Linked DNA regions of Sus scrofa: regions 1, 2, 4 and 5 are each linked to region 3. Evidence: chromatin contacts called from public Hi-C and promoter capture Hi-C data. All regions are on one chromosome and are shown on one strand. The core of a region is the stretch at or near the end of the contact, and the rest is flanking DNA. Distances in the headings are between cores, read along the strand shown.

Evidence for each region. Promoter capture Hi-C pulls out the DNA fragments that hold promoters and counts their contacts. A called contact is a pair of places that touch in the nucleus more often than the background predicts.
Region 1: a Hi-C map of liver shows a contact between it and region 3, with 3 times the contacts expected there. The contact joins the promoter of PRELID3A here to the promoter of SPIRE1 in region 3. A contact is called at or near these places in 1 of 5 promoter capture datasets (fetal skeletal muscle), 4 of 47 Hi-C or Micro-C datasets (embryonic fibroblasts, heart right ventricle and liver) and 2 of 2 datasets of contacts at active chromatin or transcription factors (alveolar macrophages and skeletal muscle).
Region 2: a Hi-C map of embryonic fibroblasts shows a contact between it and region 3, with 2.3 times the contacts expected there. The contact joins the promoter of MPPE1 here to the promoter of SPIRE1 in region 3. A contact is called at or near these places in 1 of 5 promoter capture datasets (liver), 5 of 47 Hi-C or Micro-C datasets (embryonic fibroblasts, heart right ventricle, omental adipose tissue and 2 more) and 1 of 2 datasets of contacts at active chromatin or transcription factors (alveolar macrophages).
Region 4: a promoter capture Hi-C map of liver shows a contact between it and region 3, with 4 times the contacts expected there. The contact joins the promoter of TUBB6 here to the promoter of SPIRE1 in region 3. A contact is called at or near these places in 2 of 5 promoter capture datasets (fetal skeletal muscle and liver), 1 of 47 Hi-C or Micro-C datasets (mesenteric adipose tissue) and 1 of 2 datasets of contacts at active chromatin or transcription factors (alveolar macrophages).
Region 5: a Hi-C map of subcutaneous adipose tissue shows a contact between it and region 3, with 2.1 times the contacts expected there. The contact joins the promoter of CIDEA here to the promoter of SPIRE1 in region 3. A contact is called at or near these places in 2 of 5 promoter capture datasets (fetal skeletal muscle and liver), 10 of 47 Hi-C or Micro-C datasets (alveolar macrophages, embryonic fibroblasts, heart right ventricle and 7 more) and 1 of 2 datasets of contacts at active chromatin or transcription factors (skeletal muscle).

Annotation. Positions count from the first base shown.
Region 1 is chr6:97,199,458-97,202,157 of Sscrofa11.1, reverse strand. It overlaps PRELID3A (PRELI domain containing protein 3A), which reads left to right and starts at 1,366. Exons shown (of 10, transcript XR_002344989.1): 1 at 1,366-1,589. It overlaps AFG3L2 (AFG3-like protein 2), which reads right to left and starts at 1,268. Exons shown (of 19, transcript XM_021096024.1): 1 at 1,000-1,268. The coding sequence starts at 1,116.
Region 2 is chr6:97,323,380-97,326,079 of Sscrofa11.1, reverse strand. MPPE1 (metallophosphoesterase 1) reads right to left here and starts at 1,428. Exons shown (of 10, transcript XM_013988815.2): 1 at 1,195-1,428. The coding sequence starts at 1,395.
Region 3 is chr6:96,932,684-96,935,383 of Sscrofa11.1, reverse strand. SPIRE1 (protein spire homolog 1) reads right to left here and starts at 1,361. Exons shown (of 18, transcript XM_021096025.1): 1 at 777-1,361. The coding sequence starts at 1,074.
Region 4 is chr6:97,239,297-97,241,996 of Sscrofa11.1, reverse strand. It overlaps TUBB6 (tubulin beta-6 chain), which reads left to right and starts at 1,305. Exons shown (of 5, transcript XM_021096031.1): 1 at 1,305-1,453; 2 at 1,739-1,847. The coding sequence starts at 1,397.
Region 5 is chr6:97,266,083-97,268,782 of Sscrofa11.1, reverse strand. It overlaps CIDEA (cell death-inducing DFFA-like effector a), which reads left to right and starts at 1,378. Exons shown (of 5, transcript NM_001112696.1): 1 at 1,378-1,423. The coding sequence starts at 1,386.

The DNA.
Region 1 (2,700 bases), core at 117-2,616, 270 kb before region 3:
TGACCATATGAGTACTTTTTAGTTGCTTTATCTTCGGTTTTACTCCTCTGAGAATTACACCTAAGAACAGATACCTCACACATCAAATTCTTTTCCCAAGGAACCTCACTGGAAAAACACTTTTACCAGCCGCACAAACCTAAAGGAAAATGCGTCTTCTCAGAGTCCCTTGTAGGTAGCAGAGTAATGCCCTGGTGTCCCCATCCACATTTTCAGGGAAGTACCAGGGAATATGTGTCTGGGGCCTACAAGAGACTTCCTTACACCTCAGCACCGATTCACCGACACTAGGTGCCATTCGAAAGAAAGGACTTTTAGGTAAGATTCCTCCATAAAAATTTCAAACTCACAAGGCAGATCCCTACCTGCTTACTGCATGTCAATAGTCACTAGGAGGGATTAGAGCAAGGAAAGGCAAAGAAATGGACGCAATGCAATAAACGGGAAAAGGCCTAGAGCATGGCAACTCAGAGTAGGAAAGAGGGGATAAGGAGGCTCCGAGGAGGAAACGTCAGGAATGCAGGTGCTATCACCGCCTTTTTAAAAGTGGAGAGGCTGCAAACACTTCCTCAAGGGCAAATGGAGAGTAAGCCCCCGGCTAGGGTCCTGCCCACCAGCCCCCGCGCCTCCGTATGCGGTCGGGGTCAGCCTGCGCGAGGCGAGATTCGCCACGGGCACAGCCGACGTGGGCTGCACCGCCGGACAGCCCTGCACGGAGGCTAGGGCCTCGCGGTGACAGAGGGGACACCGTTAATGACCCATTACTAGGCATTGGGGTCCTCCGGGCGCCAACCGCAGGCTGCAGTGACGGACACACCCCCCGGGGCGCAGGGCTCCGGCGGGACCGGCTCCCACACGCTCTGTTTCACCGGCCTCCCGGGCCCAGAGCGGACCCGCCGCTCCGAGGCCCTTCTCCACCCGGGCCCGGTGACCTTGACGCCCGGCGCCGGGCCGGAAGCGGGTTGCGGGCCGGAAGCGGACCGGGGGCGCGGAACTCACCGTCTGCAGGCAGAGCCGTTCGGTGGGTCCCGCGCGGCCGCCAGGCACGAGCGGCGGGGGCAGCCCGCGGGGCCGGCAAGCACCGCGGCCCCACAGCAGCAGGCAGCGGTGCGCCATGGCCGCCGGCGCGCCTCTCGGGCCCAGGCGCGGACTGGAAAGCAGCCTCGATGGCCCGTCAGGATCCGAACGGAGGCCACGGGAGGGTTCGCCCGCGACCCCACACTCTCCTGACGTCCTTTCGGGCCCCGGCGCGCTGACGTCAGCCGTACCGCGGCGTGCTCTAGGGCCCAGGGCCGTGGCTCCACCCCCGCAGCGTCCGGGACAGGCCGGAGGCGGGGTCTAAAGGAGGTGCTCAGACGGTGGTGGGCGGGGAAGGAGGCGGGGCCTAAAGGAAAAAGGGCGGAGGGCCCGTGCAGCGCAGCGGGCGGAGCTGGAGGCGGGGCCTAAGGGCGGAGCCTGGGGCAGGTGGGACACTTGCAGTAACGCCGCGCGCGCTGGAGCCCCGAGGCTCGCAGAGGCTGCTGAGGCCCCCACAGGTGGCCCCTTCCTTCAGGTGAGGCGTCCTGGACCCTTTGGGCGTCTCTCTCTAGGTAAGACCCTCATGGAGTGTGTTCTTGAGGGTGTGTTCAGTGGCGCCTTCTCCGCAGCAGCACCGCGGTCGGCTCTGTCAGCTGTGCGGTCCGTTTCTGGACGATGACCCTTCCTGGACAGGACAGGTGCGCCTGCCGAGGGCAGGGGCGGAGGGCTAGAGCAGACTGGGGGACGCGTCTGGGCGGCGGCGGGATGACCCGCCTGGCCAGAGGCCGGGTCCTCATCACCTCCGGGGCACAGCGGGAGAGCGCCGGCCAGGCGGGTTCTGAGGGCGCGGGGATGGCGCGGGAACGTCTCTGGATCTTGCTTCCCTTATGCGCCTCCCTGGGGCGGGGGAGTTTTGCTCCATTTTTGGTCTTTTTTTCTTTTTCCTTTTTTCCTGTGGCTATGGAAGTTGCCTGTCCCGGGAACGAACCCTCACACCTGCCGCAACTTCGGAATTCTTAATGAGCTGCTCCACAGCAGGCATTCGCCTTTTGGTTTCTCCGCTCTGCCTGGGCGTCGGGTGCTTGGTGGGCACTGTTCTGGTTAATTCTGTTGTAATGAGGGCATAGCGAGCAAATGTTACTTCTCTACTTCCCGCCTTTCTTTGTCTCTGGGACCCTTTGGGAGCAGGATGTAGGTTTCCTCACATGCTCATGCCTCCCTTCTCTCCTCATTTCTGGCTAACTGCCTGCTTTAACATTTCCCCCTTCCCCAAGGAGTCTGGACCCTTAAATTTTTTAAAAAATCAAAGAGTCCGTGGTCTGTTTTCTGTAGCGGCTTTAAGATGGAGCAGGGGCTTTGTCCCTATGTGTGGACAACTGCGTGTGGGGTCCAGACCATCTTGCCATCTGTCAGAGATCAGGGTCTTGGGGTCACTGACAGTGGCAGAGATGGAGAGTAGTGAATATTAGGAGGTTGCAGCCCTGTCCAGTGGATGTTGATAATGCCCATCTTCATGGCGGGACGGGTTGAAATCCCTGGCCTACCATTATCTACAGGTGAAACTGTTGTAATCTAGAAGAAACAAGCTTAAAAAGCAGGTTTAAAAGGCAGAGAGCAAAAATCAGTACAAGTATTATTGTGTCAGAGGTCCAAGTAGAGGTAGAAACCAGATTATGTTTGGTA
Region 2 (2,700 bases), core at 179-2,678, 390 kb before region 3:
TTCATTTCCCCTGAGCCATGACGGGAACTCCAGAATTATTATTTAATGGATATGGAGTTTCAGTTTGGAAAGAGGAAAAAGTTCTGCAAATGGTGGTGCAGGCTGCAGAACAATGTGAATGCACTGAATGCCACTGAACTGTACACTTTAAAATGGTAAATTTCATGTTAAGAAGGTTTGGCCCTTTTTTTTTTAATGAAGAAACACCAACATATGCACAGAGAAGACTCTATAAGCTAACAATGTCCTATAGGAAGGGCTTACTTTTAGATTTAAATACACTTTTCTTATATTTAAATAAAAAAGGAAGGGCGTTCCCTGATGTCTAGCAGTTAGGACTTGATGCTCTAACCCCTGCAGCCCAGGGACCTCAGATCCCCAGCAAACTATCGCTTGCAGCAGCCAAAAAAGAAAGAAGTCTCCAGAGCCTGGAATTAAGAGGTTATCAGAGTCATTTTCTCACCTTTTAAAAAATGCAACCTGTAGATGAGCCGGTATGAAGGCTCTAAATTGGCTTGCTCCCCCAAATCAGAGTGCCTTTAGCTGAAATAAAACAGAAAACGTGCTCTGTGGCTGAATAATCTTTCATTCTGTCTACTTACTATCTCATCCTAGAGGGCAAGCAGAGAAGGAAGGACCTTGAGCAACTCCAACGTAAAGAAGGAGGCAGAGAACCACAAAGTAAAAAGAGCCGACATTATGTTCTTTGTCAAGAACTGCTCTTTTATAATATAAATATTTACATAGAAAACACTTAAATGACAGAGAACTGTCCAACACGTGAGACCGTAGCTGCAGTCCACCACTGGGAGCAAAATATTTCCTCCACTGACTGATTTTTAACTTCAAAGCTATCAATGAACATCTAAAATTCTTGCCCTCCATGTTAAATTCATTATTACCACAATGTCCTCAATAGCTGTTTGCATATTAAAGTTTTCCACCTTAAACTTTAAACTACATCAGTAAACTAGGAAGGGAAAGGCCCCGGTGATTTAATACACAGGCCTCAGGTCACCGTAATGTTGCAGCATATATGTATAATTTGCAGCACACGGAGCTTCCAACAGTAAACGTATGCGCCCACACTAGGCTGCAGCAGCAGGGCCGAGAAGAGGTCCAAGAAAAGCAGCAACACCTGCACCCGGCGGACGCAGGCCGTAGACACGGCTTGGGCGGCCGGATCCCACCTACCGCCGGGCTCGGGGCGCCGGGTCCCACGGCGAGAGAGCAGGCGGCGGGATCTCTGTGCTCGCCCGCACGGACCCGCGCCCGCACCTGCGCCTCAACTGCACCCCAAGGCCTCCCAAACTTCCCAGCAGACAGACCCTCCGCTCGGCGCGCGTCCGGTTCGCGGCACGCACGTGGGACTGGGCGGAGCAATGGGCAGAGCATGGGGCGGGGCGGGGTAACGCGGTAGAGCGGGGTGCGGGGAGGGGAAGGGGCGGGGCGACGAACAGTGCCTAGGAGGGGGATGGGGCGGGGCGATGGGCGGGGCAGGGCGATGGACTTGACGCCGGGCGGGGCGAGGCGGAGCATGGGGCGGAGCGGGGCGGAGCATGGGGCGGGGCGTCATTGGGCGCGGGGGCAGGGAGATGGGCGAGGCCAGAAGCTGGCCTCCGGGGCCAGCGATTGGCCAGGAGCCGAGACAAGGGGCACATGCCCAGGGTTGTTGTGCGGCTGCGCACTCTCTGGGCCCGCTGGCCTCGGGTTGCTTTCATCCTCGTCTGTAGGGACACGTACAGCGCCTTCAAAAGAAAAAAAAATATGATAGAAATGAACTTATACACAAAACAGAAATAGACCCACAGACATAGAAAACATGGTCACCAAAGTGAAAGGGAGGGGAGAGATAAATTAGGAGTTTGGAATTAACACATACACACTGCTACATATAAAATAGATAAACAAGGACCTGCCGTATATAGTCAATATTTTCTAATAATTTATATGGGAAAAGAATCCCAAAAAGAATATGTATGTATAACTGAATCACTTTGCTGTACACCTAAAAGTAACACAACATTGTAAGTCAACTATTTTTCAGCTTAAAAAGAGACAAGTGTGGAATAAATAAGATCACAGTGACTGGGGTTTTATTTAATTTTTTTATAACAGTGTTGCATGAGATGTTCCATTTTTCAATATACTTTCACGTTATTACTTCAAGTAATCCTCAAATTAATACTGTAAATAAATTAGCAGTAAGAATCGCCATGTTAAAAAAGTAAGGGAGATCCCGTTGTGGCGCAGTGGAAACGAATCCGGCTAGGACCATGAGGTTGCGGGTTCCATCCCTGGCCTCACTCAGTGGGTCAAGGATCTGGTGTTGCTGTGAGCTGTGGTAGGTCGCAGACAGGGCTAGGATCCCACGTTGCTGTGGCTGTGGTGTAGGCTGGTAGCTATAGCTCTGATTTGACCCCTAGCCTGGGAACATCCATATGCTGCAGGTACAGCCCTACAAAAGCCAAAAAAAAAAAAAAAAAAAAGTAAACCGAAGCTCTGACTAGCAATTCACAAAATCTTCTCTACAACCAATTCCGGTCTGTTTTTCAAATCTATGAGTACGGTGACTGTACTGAGATGTAAAACGAGAAATCAGGTAGAAAGCAATCAGCAAAGTGCCTGGGACATGTAAGTAAGCAGTAAATGGTAATTATTATTATTAAGAATATTGTAATAATTCCAAACACACCCAGA
Region 3 (2,700 bases), core at 112-2,611:
GCTGACGGGTAGGTAATAGTCTTCCAGAATTTACATCAGAAAATGACCTAAGTAAAATCCACTGTACCTATTTATCTGACAACCTGTCAACTTTTTAACCTCACAAGCCTGTTTTCCATCACAACAAATTGTAAGGTGCACGGAAACCATATTATTTCTTTATTTTTATCATAATTCAGTCGCTTCCTCCATTTCTCCCAAAATAGCTTTCTCTCCTCAGGGCTCAATTGTCTGCATTTTCAACTGAGAGAACCTGGTGTGCAGTGGTTTAAAGTACTACCAGCCTCTCGCTGGATGAGCGCAGCCTCGGGACAGCCGGCCCGGCCAGGTCTCTGGAAGCCGGCAGCGCCCAGCGCGTCCCACCCGGGCTCGGCCCCGAGCACCACCCGCGCGTTCACACGGCCCAGAGCTTTCCGCCTGCGACCCCACGCCTCCCCGCCGGCCGTGGGCAGGGGCGCTGGACAGGCCGCGCACTGACCCTGGAGCCCACACGGCTCCCGGGGCCACCGCCCACGCTCCCACCGCCCGAGCTCCAACACCTCCGTGAGGGTGAGGGGCACGGCGCGGAAGGACGGGGGGCGGCGGCCCCGGGAGCTGCAAGGGAAGGGCCCGGGGCCTCGGCAAGGATCCTCCTGCGAGACATGAAGGGAGAGTGGACCGGGGCGGAAGCGCCGGGGGCCAGGATGGGGATCGTCCGTGGTGCTGCTGGAGATGGGGGTCGCGGTGGGGGAGGGTCCGCGGCGGGAGAAGGGATAGCGGGGCGGGCGGAGGCTCACCCGAGGCGGGGGCCGGCTCTCCCGCATCGCCGGCGGCAGGCTCCAGGGTGACGGCGCCGTCCCTCCACACGCGGATCTGCGCTGCCGAGCGCACCCGGCGGCGGGGCTGGCGGCGGCCAGCGTCCGAGGCGCGCAGAGAGCCGCAGCATTGGTAGCACACGGCCCACGCCTGCTCCTCGTTGATGGGCTGGTTATAGAGCCGCAGGATCTCCTCCAGGCTCAGCGCGGCCGGCGGACCCGCGGCCTCCCCGGGGTCCGGAGGCCCCTCGCCGCCCTCCCGACCGGCCGGCTGAGCCATCCCGCGGGTCGCGCCGCGCTCGCAACGCCGCGTCGCCTCAGCTGCGGAGCATCGTCTTTGCGCGCCGCCGCCGCCTCATCCCCGGAACCCCGCCCAGCGGGCCAGGCGCGCCGCTGCGGGTAGAGGGCGGGGACGGGGCGGGACCGGGGCCGCCACCAGGAAGGGGACGGGCCAGGGACTGAGCCGGGGAGCTGGGTGAGAAACCAGACGGAGAACCTGGGCTGGTCAGGGGGCCTGACAGGACCGCCACCAGCAAGTAGCAGAGCAATGGCGTCCGCGGCCCCGCCCCCAAAGCCCCGCCCGGGGCTAGCCCCGCCCCCTGGTCTCGCCCCCCGGGTAGGTCCCTCTTCCTAGCTCCGCCCCATAGTTAACCCCGCCCCTTAGTCGGCCCCGCCCCAAAGTCCCGCCCCAGGGATTCGCTCCTCCCCGTCCCGCAAAGGCTCCCGCCGAGTGCCAGCTCCTGGGCGCTGGTCCAACCACCGCACCCTCTCTCTTTCGGGCCAACCCTCACAGTGCCCTTGCTCCTCCCGGTACCCGCGCCCTGCTCTGCTCTGTCGGGTACTATCTCCATCAAGGCACCAGACAATTGGCTTGGATAACCTCCCTATCCACTCCCAACTTCACCCTAAGCCCCAAGAGGACTGGATCTTTAATGGGTTTTACTCACCAGCTTTTTCCAAGAGCGCATATCAGGGCCTGAGGTACAAACTTGTTGCAAATTATCTGCCGATGGTAACATTCTACTCTGAGATTAGTGCCGAGTGAGAACCTTGAGTTGGAAGCATCAACCAAGCAAGGAAAGAACCTATAGTAAGTACCAGTAAGCCTTTTAAGGCAGTTATTAGATATGGCACTCTCGACATTTTTTTTTTTTTCTTTTTAGGGCTACACCTGTGGCAAATGGAAGTTCCTGATCTAGGGGTTGAATCCATGCTGCAGCTGCCAACCACAGACACAGCATCCCAGGATCTGAGCCTCTTTTGCAACCTACACCACAACTCACCACAAAGTGGGATCCTTAAACCACTGAACGAGGCCAGGGATCGAACCCATATCCTCGTGGATACTGGTAGGGTTCACTGTTGCCGAGCCATACCGGGAACTCCCAACAATTGCATCTTTTAGTAGAAATTACTGCAGTCTATTATTAATGACCAAGATACCACAGTACATGTAGCAGAATTAGGGAGAAGAGAAGAAAACAGGAGAGAATATAAAAGGAAGAAACTGAGTGAGTTCCTGCTATGGTGCAGTGGGGTAAGAGTCCTACTGCAGTTCAGAGATGCAGGTTTACCACTGCAGTGCATTAAAGGATCCGGCATTGCCATAGCTGCAGCTTCAATCCAATCCCTGGCAGGGGAATTTTCATGTGCAGTGAGTGTGGCCAAAAAAAGAAAGAAATTGAAAGACGAGAGGAAAAAAAATTCTCCTTAGGCACTCAAGTATAATATCATTACAAGAGAGAAAAACAATTATTTAACATCACTTAATCATGGGTTTATAATCCTTTTTATAAAAATGAAATATGTGTGCCACAGCCCTGAGTAGAAAACAACCAATTCCTTACATGATATTGGTAGGATGTATATATATGCCTCTTGATTTAGAAACACAGAAATTAGGGAG
Region 4 (2,700 bases), core at 56-2,555, 310 kb before region 3:
CCCAGAGGGCCGCGCGAGCGGTGCAGACTTTACCTGCGGTTGGGGCTGCGGGCAAACACTGGGGCAGGGGAGGGTGGAGCTCGGAGAGTCAGGGCTGCACCTGGTAAAGGAATTAGGGAACCAAGCTTCCGCCAGCGGAGTGGTCTCCGGCCGGAGAGGGCTCAGCTCCTTCTGCAGGGAATCCTGGCTCATCCCTTGGCGGAAGAGCAGACCTGCGAGCTCCGGCCTCCGTAGGATTAAAGTTTTCTCACTCCTCCAGCTTTGCACTTGTCCATACACAAGTCGTGCGCGTCCACACCTCCCTCCCAACAGAAGAAGGGGTTCTCCAACCCAGCGGTGGACCAGAGGAGGGAAGCCAGAGGAGAGCCCAGGCCCCTGCGCACTCTCGGCCAACAAAGCGCTTTTCCTCCCAGACTCCGGATGGAGAGGCTGTGTAGACGTGTGTGTGATCCAGCCATGTGTCCACTTTAACCAAACTCCATCACAAACGGTTTGAGGTCGCCAGAACCGAATGGCCCTGTGTTTCCAGACGGAGAGGCAGGAGGGAGGGTAAAAAGCCCCGTGTCCGTGGCTGAGTTGGGGGGCAGAGGTCAGAATCACCCCGAAAAAGTTCACTCTCGTGTCCCACACAGTCCTGAGACTATCTGGGCTTGAACTCGCGGGGCGGCGGGGTTGTGCGGACTCCCTGACCTGCGGTCCCGAAACCTACGCAGGGCGGTTCGGGGTGGGCCCGCCGGCCCCCATCGGCTCAGCAGGACCGCAGCCCCTAGACTTCAGAGCCGGGGCGCTCCAGACTCGCTCCCAGGTGCAGCACGAGTCGGCGGGGGGGTGGGGGGGGCACCAGCCTTCCCTTCAGCCGCCCGCCGCGTCTCCGGCCCGACCTGCTCGGGTGGGCACTCCAGGGATCGGCTCTTTCCCGGCCCGATTTCCGTGTTGGGGGTGGGGGGAGCCCTTCACTCCCGGGTCTTCTCTCCCTTCTGTGACCGCGCGGGCTCGAGGTGGCCCCTGGAGGACGGTCCGGGGAGGGGGAGCCCAGGGCGCGCTGGCGGCGGGGTGCCGGGGAGAGAGGCCCGGGGGCGGTGAGCAGAGGCAGGGAGGAGCGGAGGGAGGAACGGGGACTGCTAGGGGGCCCAGGGTGACAAGGGGAGGGCGCTAGGACCGCGGGGGCGAGGGGGCGACGCGGGTGGGGTGGGGAAGACCTAGCCGGGCGGGGGAGACTGTGGAGGGCTCGCAGCCGGCAGGGGCGGAGGGGGCGCGGCCCGGGGTGGCGGGCCGCGGCCATTGGCCGGGGCGGCTGGGGAAGGGCCGGGGAGGGGCGGCCGGCGCTGGGTGGAGAACTCGGAGCCGCGGAGCCCCCAGTCGCCGCGCCGTCGGAGCAGCGAGCGTCGAGCGCGCCATGAGGGAGATCGTGCACATCCAGGCGGGCCAGTGCGGGAATCAGATCGGCACCAAGGTGGGCGCGGGCCGGGCTGGGCTTTCTTGAGGGTGGGCGGCCCGCGTCCCTACCCCCTCGGGCCAGGGCTGCGCAGGAGGACCGGCGCGGAGGAAGGGGCGTCACCGCGGGACCCCAGCTGCATGCACTCCCTGAGCTCCGGCGCAGGGAGCAGCCGCCCGAGTTACAAACGCGCCTGGAATTCGCCTGTGGCTCCCCGCGCCCCGCCTGCTGGGCCGGCCCTGGGGGAGCTGCGGGCGCCGGGTCCTGGGCTGAGTGTCTGTCTCCCGCCCCGCCTTTTGCTAGTTTTGGGAAGTGATTAGCGATGAACATGGCATCGACCCGGCCGGCGGCTACGTGGGTGACTCCGCGCTCCAACTGGAGAGAATCAACGTCTACTACAATGAGTCATCGTGTGAGTGGCGCGGCGCGACCCCACCCTTCCCCCGCCCCGACCCCCGCCATCACCCTGGGTCCCCGGCCATCTCCCTGGACCCCGGCAACACCCTCCCTCCCCCCGGCCATCCCCTCTGGGAACCTCGGCCATACCCCACTCCTCCCCACCCAGGGTCCGGCCATCCCCTCCCCGCTCCCATCCGGGTGCGCCTGGCGCGAGGGCGGTTTGCTGTGGAAAAGTCCTCCGGATGGCCCAGGGCGCCCATGGCTCAGGGTGCCAGCTCCTCCCTCGCTGCCCTGGGGCGGGAAATCCGCGTCGGTTAATTTCAAATAGCCTCTTCAAATAGTTCTCTCCCGGGGATCTGAGCTCCTCAAAACCGGAACCGTTAGTGCTGGGAAATCAACCTAGTGATTAGTCACTACTAGACCAGGTCCTGCTTTTTTTCCTCCCAGTTTGAAGTTTATTTCTTAATAGAGATTTTTGGCTAAAAATGTGAATCCCTCAAATGATTTTTCTGGCCCTTTGCAGACCTCCAATAAGACTACATCCCCTGAAAACTGTGACTACACACAGTTCTGGGTCACTGTCGGGTAGTTTAGTAAAAATTCCAGGCTGTGGTTTATCTAAGTTTGAGAATAATGTCCCCTGGTGCTGGGTAGCCACAAATATATTGTGGTTATGTGTTTATTTCTGTTACAATGTTTCTTATAAAAGTGAGACACGCCTTTCCCAAAGCAACAAAAAAATTAAGACGTTGAAAGAACATCCAGAAAGTGACAGGGCCAGCAGCCCCAGAGATAATGACTTTTTTTGTGCTGCTTGTCCACATAAGAGCTGGGAAGAGCAGGATGCATAAATCACTGGGCTTTGC
Region 5 (2,700 bases), core at 129-2,628, 330 kb before region 3:
TTATAGGGGCACTGATCCCATTCACGTGGCCCCACCCTCACCACCTAAGCACCTCCCACCCCCACCCCCATCCAGTGCTGTCATACTGGGCATTGGGATTTGGATTCATATATGAATGTGGGGACATTTGGGCCCCATTGAGGAGGGGCAGCTAGGGCCCAGTCCTTTTTCCTGGGGCTGGAGAGTTCTTGGCAGGCCCCCGGAGTCCAGGACTCAGGACGGAAATTGCTTTTGGCTCCCACATTCCTCATCTCCGTGACACCAGTGACCCTCAGGGCAAGATGAATGTTTGTTTCTATGATTAAAAGGAGGAAAAGTATGGGCAGAAGGGCCAGCTCTGCTAGTCAAGTCAGTCGGGACCAAGGCAGAGGTCAGGCTGCAGCTCTTTGGAAATGTGGTTTGCAGCAGGGCCCAGGCAGGCTGATAAGCAGAGGGCCAGTCATTGGTTGAGTGCAGGGCAGGCTCATCAGAGGAGGTTACTCCTTTTAAAGGGCAGGCTGGTGGTCCCGCGGTGGTGCAGTGGATTTATGAACCAGCTTGTCTCTATGGTGGTGCCAGTGTGATCCCCAGCCTGGTGCAGTGGATTAAGGACCCAGCCTTGCCAAACTGTGGTGTGGGTCACGCTGCAGCTCCGATCCCATCCCTGGCCAGGGGACTTCCATATGACACAGGTACAGCCAAAATAAATAAATAAAGGGCCCGGGTTGTGGCACTGCCCCTACTCAATGTGCTCAGGGGTCTGCTTCAAGTTCTCAGTTAAGAGCTCTGGAGGGAGTTCTGGCATGGTCAGCAGTAAGGAACACGACTAGTATCCATGAGGACCTGGGTGCAATCCCTGAGCTCGCTCAGGGGGTTAAGAATCTGGCATTGCGTGAGCTGTGCTCTGGAATCCCTGCCACCCCCGCCCTTCTAAGGTCTGAAACACGCCCAACTGCACCTTCCTGTGTGGAGTTCTATGTAAGCCGGACCGGGTTAACCTACCCCCTCGTCCTGGGCTCTGTGTTTCTCTGCCTCCCTTACTCAGAAAAGTCCTGTCCCTCTGACCCCTCGGGTCCCTCGCCCCCGGTCCGCTTACAGCCCCGGTCCATTTACAGCCCTCACAACCGAGGCGCACGGTGGGGAAGGTTCTGAGGGGGGGTCCTCGGGGACCGGCGCGCATCCGCACCCTAATCCTCGAGGGGGCCGCCCATCCACAGCTGATGCCACGGCTTCCCCCACTGCCCGGGTCTCCAGCAGGCAGACCAGCGACCCCAGAGGGCCCGCGGAGCGCCTGGGCCGCAGGTCGTGGGAAGGCCGGCCGCCCGAGGGGCGTGGATGCGGGCGGGGCGGCGGCGCTTTTAAGAGGCTGCGCGCCAGGCGGCTGCGCCCAGCTGGGAAGCGGAGCAATGGAGACGGCGCGGGACTTCGCGGGAGCCCTCCTCAGGCGAGTGCTGCGCTGCCTGCGCCCCCGATCCCCGGTGCCCCGCAGCGCCCTACCCTTTCGCCTCCTCAGCCCACCTGCCCAGCCCGAGCCGCCCACAGCCGGCCGCCAGCGCAGGTGTGGCTCCCCAGATGAGCGTGTGTCCACGGAACAGGTGCGGGTGGTGAGTGCAGGAGCGGCCACATCCCTTGCCGCCGCAGCCCCAAGGGCGCGGACGAGGCGGGTCCAGGAGGCCTGGGCGACAGCTCCACCGGGTGCCGGGTCAGGTTTCTCGGGCTCCCTGAGCGCGGCGGGAGTTGGGGCGACGCGAGTGGTGCTGGTGGGGAGCGTGGTGTCTGGGCGGCCAGCTCAGCTCTCAGGACAGCGCGGGTTCCAGGTCCAAGCGCCCGCCTGGGCCTGGACGCTCCCTGACCCTGCTGGCTGAACCCCCAGGCTTGTAAGGTGGAGTTTGGGGAAGCGGTGACGCTGCCCAGTGGGGAAGAAGGGCCCCCAGACCCTCGCCAGCTCCAAGCGGGGCCTGACCGAGAACCACAGCACTTTTTTCTCTCTAGGGTTCTTCTTCTCACCTAGACATCCTTAACCAATCTTTGTAAAACCCTAAAGATATCAGGTGGCTGTAACTTTACAGATTTAAGGGAGGGATGAGTGGATGGTGCTTTATTTGAAGATGTTCAGAGTACTTCAAAAAGATAGAAAGCGCTTGAGTTCTTTGAAATGCAGGTTTTCTGAGGTGAGGGGGAAGGAAATGTGATCTGTAAGCTTCTGAACTTGGGTTCTTAAAGGGGGTGACATGCTCAAGATTAGAGACAGCTGCCAACATATGGGGGGGCGTCTGTTTATCCTCTGGCTGTCTGGCTGTCTCTTTGAAAACAAACAATGAGGAGTTCCCATCATGACTCAGTGGCTAACGAATCCGACTAGTATCCCTGAGGACCCAGGTTCGATCCCTGGCCTCGCTCAGTGGGCTAAGGATCTGGCGTTGCCGTGAGCTGTGGTGTAGGTCGCAGACGCCTCTTGGCTCTGGCGTTGCTGTGGCTGTGGCATAGGCCGGCAGCTACAGCTCCGATTCAACCCCTAGCCTCGGAACCTTGAGTGCAGCCCTGCAAAGACAAAAACCAAAAACAAACAATGAAAAACAGAAGGTGGGCGACAGACTTTTTCATGCATCTTCACTGATGGGCTTCAGGCCAAAAGGAAAAGCCCTCGGGTTTTTTTCCTGGTTTATTCCTCTTCCTCCAGCTCCACCCACCCCACAGTCCCACTCCCAGGGGTAGCAACTG